Linked DNA regions of Anser cygnoides: region 2 is linked to region 1. The links are chromatin contacts, called in public Hi-C maps. All regions are on one chromosome and are shown on one strand. Each heading gives the region's core, a stretch centred on a gene start, on an enhancer-like site or on the middle of the called end of the contact. The rest is flanking DNA. Distances are from core to core; before and after follow the strand shown.

The links. Hi-C and Micro-C count contacts between places; a contact is called where the count stands out from the background.
Region 2: a Hi-C map of liver shows a contact between it and region 1, with 5 times the contacts expected there. The contact joins the promoter of CIRBP here to the enhancer-like site in region 1. A contact is called at or near these places in 3 of 7 Hi-C or Micro-C datasets (granulosa cells and liver).

What each region holds. Positions count from the first base shown.
Region 1 is chr27:733,015-736,229 of Taihu_goose_T2T_genome, reverse strand. The region is part of intron 5 of SBNO2 (strawberry notch homolog 2); the gene reads left to right. Among named protein-coding and RNA genes, the nearest start is that of GPX4, 25 kb to the right of the region's middle. Within about 2 kb of position 1,514, at least 2 of the 3 cell types and tissues checked have open chromatin away from gene starts, as enhancers often do. A contact at or near this core is called in liver, where this site is marked.
Region 2 is chr27:875,050-878,264 of Taihu_goose_T2T_genome, reverse strand. It overlaps CIRBP (cold inducible RNA binding protein), which reads right to left and starts at 1,649. Exons shown (of 6, transcript XM_048051980.2): 1 at 1,530-1,649.

The DNA.
Region 1 (3,215 bases), core at 265-2,764:
CTTGCTCTCTGCTGTCAGGACAGCAGATAAGTTCCTGAGACAGAATTTCAGTCTCAGATTCTCACGGAGCAGAAGCAGCGATCTCTGAAGGGCTCCGATATTCGGGACGTCTCCTAAACGTGTTGGATGCATCCTGCACGGAGACCCCCTATGGATCCCGGGTACAAGAACGGCCTTGTGGCTTGTCCTCGTTAAAAACAACCCAAAAACAACCCAGAAACCACCCACGTGTTTTCTGTCACGCAGCAATTTGAAGACATGTTACGGAAAAGACCATATCTGTATTTTAGCTTTGCCCCCTCTCTGCCAGCCATCGTTAGCACTGGGGAAGTGTTTTACTGCAGGGGGACGGAGGAGGACTGGAGAAAAGCGTCGCGGCTCGATTGCACGCTGCTGAAACGTTTCAAGCTCACCGAGAAACTCTTATCTCGAGTGCCCAGGGCTGAAGCTTTGGGCGGAGTGTTCCTAAACCAAGAGGAAATGGCTGGGCTCAGAGCTGCCTTCGTGTGCCCGTGCTGGGGGAGCTGGCACCAGAACTAAGGGAGAGGTGTTCGGTGCGTCGTCTCCGTGCGTTAGTTCTGAAGCGGGCACGGAGGGAAGAGCTACCACATAGTTAAATATTTGCAGGAGTTAGCAGACAAAACACGCTTGCTTAATTTGTGATGGAGTTGTGAAATACCTTTAAAAATAGTTGGGGTAGTCCATTGTGCTTTCTCACAACCATCTCCCGAGAATTCACGGCCTTTTTAGATCGGGGAAACAAAGCCCTGCCTCTGAAAGCTCGGAGCTCCAATTCTTGTGACTCGTGGACGCGTTTTTCTCAGCCTAACTCATTCATAGCACTTAAAACAGTGAACACCCTTCTCCTAGCTCCGTACTAGGGATTGTGTTTCTGCTGGGGGGAGCTGGCTCGCCAGCCAGATGCGACTGCTCATTTCCCATGGAAGTCACAGCGAGATGGGGTAAAGGGAGAACAATGCAAGGAGGAAGAAAGTGGACTAAGATCAAGCCTCGGTGCAGTTGTCAGCAGCTTCACGGAGTGAGTCCATCTCCTGCTCCATCCCAGTGTTCTCACGCACGGTGTACTCTTACGTTAACGGGTTTAGGTACGTCACCTAGAGAAAGGAGAAAATCGGGCAGTGAGGTGAGCAAGAGGAGAGAGGGGCAGGAGCTGTGTGAGCTCAGTCCGGAGCAAGGTGATTTATTGCCCCGTGCAGCCCCTGGCCCCGCCTGGACTGGTCCTCGCAGCGTATCCTCAGCTGTGGGGTCTGTTTTCCATTGCCCCAGACCGCTGGGTCTCTGTCCTTTTCCTTGTAACACCTGAGGCGAAAAGCCGCGTGCCAAAGCCGCGTTGCTGAATCGGGACGGCAGGGGTTTCTGTTCGCAAGATGACACGAAGCAAAACCAGAGCTACCCGAACTTCCCACTGCCGCAGCTGCGCGTCCCCCGATCCTGCAGGATCCGGACCTTCTATTGCCTAAGAAGAAACTTTGGTATTGAGCTCAGATTTGTAGGTGGAGATGTTTCACCTGCTCTCCAGATTTGTTGGCACTGAAAATAGCTCTTCCGTCCAGCTTCCTTCTGGTAATTCTGACTCAGGCTTCCAGTAATGGAGGGTGTTTTTTTCTTTCTTCTTTTTTTTTTTTTCTCTTTAATTTTAAAAAAAGGAAATAATCAGAGTGTTTATGCTTAAGAACTTCCCATTTTTCACTTCTGCCTGTGGAGCATAGGTCTCTTCAAGTCTGGCGCTCTTGACAGGCTATAAAGTTGAAGCAGTGCCGCTTTTGGAGCCGCTGATTGCTTTGGATGCCATGAGCTGCTGGCTTGACCTTGCTCGCTGTCGGGAAATTCCAGGGCGATTTTGTTTGTGTGGGGGCAGACAAAGGCTCTCCTCAATTGTGCCTTCCCGGCTCGGAGCGGCTTGGGCGCTGCGAGCGGCTGCGGTGCGGCGGGCTGGCCGGACCCGGGCAATCATTAACCCGGCGCAGCAGCTGGCGCCTGCGGGCACCGGCACCCGCCCCGAGCACGACGGCCGCGGCGGCAGCCTGGCGCTGCTCTGCTGGGCCCCGGCGCCCTTTGGGACCCGGGCTTCGCGGCCAGGATCTGCGCTGCGGAGGTGCTGGGCCCCGCAGGTGTGAGGTGAACCCCCCGTGCAAGCGGTGGTGGTGGCAGCAGCGGTCCTTAACCTCGCAGAGCCAGTGCTGAGCCACGGGCCGCCCTCTGGTGCGGCTGCTTCATTACTTCAAACAGCATTTTTAATGTTAAAAACACAATTGCAAAACCGGTAAGTAAATGCTTGCCTCGAGGGCAGTTTGTAAGAAGGTTGTAAAATGTCGGGGTTCTGATGTAACGCCCGGTCCGCTCCCAGGGGCGGCTTTGGGTTGCAGCCCTGTTCAGTCCTCCCCACCGCCCCTGCTTGGGTCTCCTCGGCCGTACTTCAGTCTCCCCGTTTGCTCCCCGCAGTGGTGCTTTTTCTCTCCCGTTAGCAAGCCCAGCCCCGTGCTCTCGCTGGGACTCACCAGTTCAGAACGAAACGTGTGCAATGGCAGCGGGAGTCTGCACGGCTCCTTTTGTCGGGGACCTGCCCTTCAGGGAGCGCAGAGCACTGCAGTGCAGAGCTGCCCGCGGAGCAGCTGGGGCCCGGTGGCTAACGTAACTGCTCCGGTGCAGAGCAAACCCAGCGCTCCCATAGCAAACTTGCATCAGGTCTTGACAGGCTTTGTAAGAGTCCTTTGAAAGTGGCGGTGTTTGCACAGGTAACCTGTTGGTGCGAGTGTGAGCGGCCTGAAAGGTGGGCTTCTGCCTGAGGTCCCCAGTTGGAAGGCAGAGTGGAGTGTTTGGGGTGACCTGTCTTAATGCCAGCAGTTGTTACAGCTCTGGCAGAAGGGCTCCTGTCCCAGTCGTGTTCACGCTGCGGGAGGACACGCGTCTCTGCAGGCTTTCATCTCACACAGAAACACACAAAATGTTCATGCTTCTTGCAGGAATGCTTTTACCTTCGTCAGTTATTCCCTGTGTTTGTGTTGACGAAGGCATGTGGGGCGTTTGCAAGATTTATTAGTTTCCAGAATTACTCCCCAGGGCTTGTCATTCACAAACAGAAAGTATTAAAGCATTGACGTCACCGGAGTGTAAGGTCTGAGCACAGAGCACAAGTGTCCTCGCTGTTGTTGTGTTTTCGTGCTTTAATTTGCTGGAGCTGAGGCTGGAGGGCT
Region 2 (3,215 bases), core at 400-2,899, 140 kb before region 1:
CCGGCGCTGATTGGCCGGCAGCGCGGCGGCTGTCGGCCGGGGGAGCCCCTGTGAGAAGGAAGGAAGTGGAGGCAGCCGATTGGCCGCTGGGGCCCCCCGAAGCCCCGCCCCGCCCCGCCCATTGGCGGCCCGCACGCCGAGGGGGCGTGGCGGCGCTGCCCCAGTTTCGCGCCCTTCGCAGCAATGCGGCGGCCGCAGACAAAGGGGCCGCCTGAGGGGGCCGCCGCCATCTTGGGCCCGGCCTGGCCCGGCCCGGCCCGTTCCCGGCCCCTCGCCCCTTCCCTCATCGTCGGGGCCGTCCCCGCGTGTCCCCGCCGCCCCTTCATCCCCGGTGCCCGGCGGTCGCCCTGTGGGGCGGGAGAGCCTCGTTACTGGTTCCAAAGCACAAACATTTTAATTAAATAAAAATAAAAATGAAAAATGAAAACTTCTCTGTTTTGCACTGAAGTGGTTAAGGGCCCAGACTGGGGGGTTCTAACGTGAAAATGTCTCTGCGTTAAAGGCTTCCCACAGGGCCCTAACTGAGGTGAACATGCACTTGTGCATGGGACTGCATTGGTTTGAAAAGCGCTACCAGTTTCCCAGCTTTTCCTCCCAAAGCTGCAGTTTTGCCTCAAAACCGCCACCGTGCATTGCGGAGGCCGCCACGTCCCTCCCCTGCAGCTCGCAGTGCCCGGCCTCCCTCCTTCCCCCCGACACCGCCACGGCCGCGGGCGTCCTCGGCGCAGGGCAGCACGGGATCAGTGACACCGGGGGTGTTCGCCCCCCGGCACCGTCACCGGTTTCCTACCTGAGCATGGAAATGGAAAGAGTCAAAAATAAACCACAGCAAAATGCAAAGTTTTCTGCCCACCATGGTTCCGAAAAGCAGCGTTTGCCCGCTCCCTGCTCTCAGCGGGGCTGTTCCTCTCTGCTTTGTTATCACACCGACTGGGCCCCGCAGTTTGTTTTGTACACAGCCGGGTGTAGTAATTACGAGATGCAGAGGAATCTCGGTATTGCTCTCTGCCCCAATCTCTGCTGCCGTACGCGCTATTTTAGTTAGTTTAGTTGTTGCTGTTTCGTTCCTCCTCAGCAGCAGCACGCCGTCTGCGGGCTCGGTGCTGCGGCACTACAGCACCGGGGCTGTGCCGAGCTCAGCGCCAGCAGGGACAGCACCACCGCCGGGGTGCTCAAAACACGTAAAAATACAACACTGATGAGACATCAATCTAGTAGTAGTAGCATTTTCTTACTGGCAAAACTGTGAAAAAAACTAATTAACTTCCCAGTCCTGAGAGCGGAATACGAACGTTAAGTAATTATAATAATATGCGTCATATATACGATCTACTGGTAATGAAATGCACGTGGTACACTCTGCAGTAAAACGAGAAGAAAAGGTTCAACATTTGGAAAATATTAGTGCAATATTTAAAACCGAGATGAAACTCTGAATAGTCAGATAAAGTAGTACAATATTTTGTGCAAATAAAATGAGCGCTTCCCAATTTGAAGGGAGTCTGAGTTACTGAACAAGCCCGGGTTACCTTTCGATTCTGGCCAATTTTGCGTGGGGCTGCGTGGTTTTTGCCTGTGCACCAGCCGTGGCCCGGAGGAGCGAGGAGGGTGGGCTCGTGAGCCGCATGAGACCGCAAATTGATTTTTGCCCTTCAAGAGGGGAAGATGACAGCGCAGCCCTGAGCTCCCATCCCCAGCACGGCATTCTGATTAAATTAGGGACACGTTAACATAAGCATTTCTGGTCCGTGATAAGGGCGGATAAAGTGACCTTGACACATGGAGCTGTTTCCCTGCGCTGCTTCAGGGGTGTTTTAGTTCTAGCAGGACCAAAGGCTGTGGGGACGGCGTATGGGGACTGCAGCTCTCCCCATGGGACTGGTGTATGGGGCTTGCAGCTCTCCCCATGGGACTGGTGTATGGGGACTGCAGCTCTCCCCATGGGACTGGTGTATGGGGACTGCAGCTCTCCCCAGCAGAGGCTGGATCTGTCCACAAAAAGCAGGGGGCATAATGCTTTGGGTGCACATCAATGCCCTTCCTTTGACACCGACAGAGTTGCTCTATTAACCAAGATCGCCCGCGCTGCCCCCCGCTGCCGCCCCAGTTCTGCTGCTCTCGGGAGGTTTCGCGTGCTCCAGATCTGCTCGTTCCCCGTCTGACCCAGGGCGTTAGGCGCAGCGTCTGGCGCTGCAGGCTGCGGGCAGCTGCCCCTGCTCCGAGCCGGCGGTCGTGCCCAGCACCACGGGCCCCAGGATGGACCCAGGACAGGGAAACCTCGACACACACCGCAGGGCTACCTACGGCTGAAACCGGCGCTGGGAGTAGTAGCTCAGTAAATACCTCGCCCGGCAGATTTCGCAGGTTGTTAGGGCAGTTAATTGGGCGTAACGCCTGCTTTGCCTCCCTGGAGCAAACCTCCCTGCAGCAGAGGCTGGCACCGGCCCTGCTCGATGGGACAACGAGGGAACGATGCAGCGAGGAAGCCATGCAGCAAGGGAACCGCGCGGCACTAACATGTGCAGCGCCCTGCAGAAGGGCTGCACGCCTGAGCCGCCTGCACAGGCTCAGGCTCCTGCGCCCGAGCCCATTTTCCGTCGCCTTTGGGTGCCCGACGAGAAGGGACGGCGGTGCTCGTGGTGACCTAATATGGTGAAAGCGCCGTGGCTTCGTCAAGGACTCCAAATAGGCGGCTCGGACTACGTGCTCCTCAAAGCGGAGGCCGTGCCTTCACGTCTGTAGGCTGTGGTGTGCGATCATCGCTCAGTCATAAATCACAGGAGGCCGGAGGGACTGCGGGGATCAGCTCGGCTGTTGAATCATGCAACCCCGCTCCTGACAGATGTTTGTCTCACCCTTTTTGTTGTTGTTGTTGTTAAAAATAAAAAAATAAAAAAGAGCCTCCAGTGACAGAGATTACGGTACCAAACATGGTATAAATGATAATATTTTTTTCCCGAAGGCAGCACACCAGCCCTCAGCACCACGCTGAAATACGCGAGGTGGGCAGTGACGGAGCTGTGCTGAATACCTGCCCTTCTGTCCTGCCTTCGCTGCAGCCTCCACATCCAGCCCAGGCCTTTCCCTGCCACCCTGGGAGCCTTGCCAGGGGTGCACCCCGCAGCCCTTCCTGCAGGCTGGGGGTCCCCCCTGGGACCTTTTTGCAGGGGCTTTCCTCCAGGCCTCCGGGGCCAGTCTCACCCCGCAGCACCGAG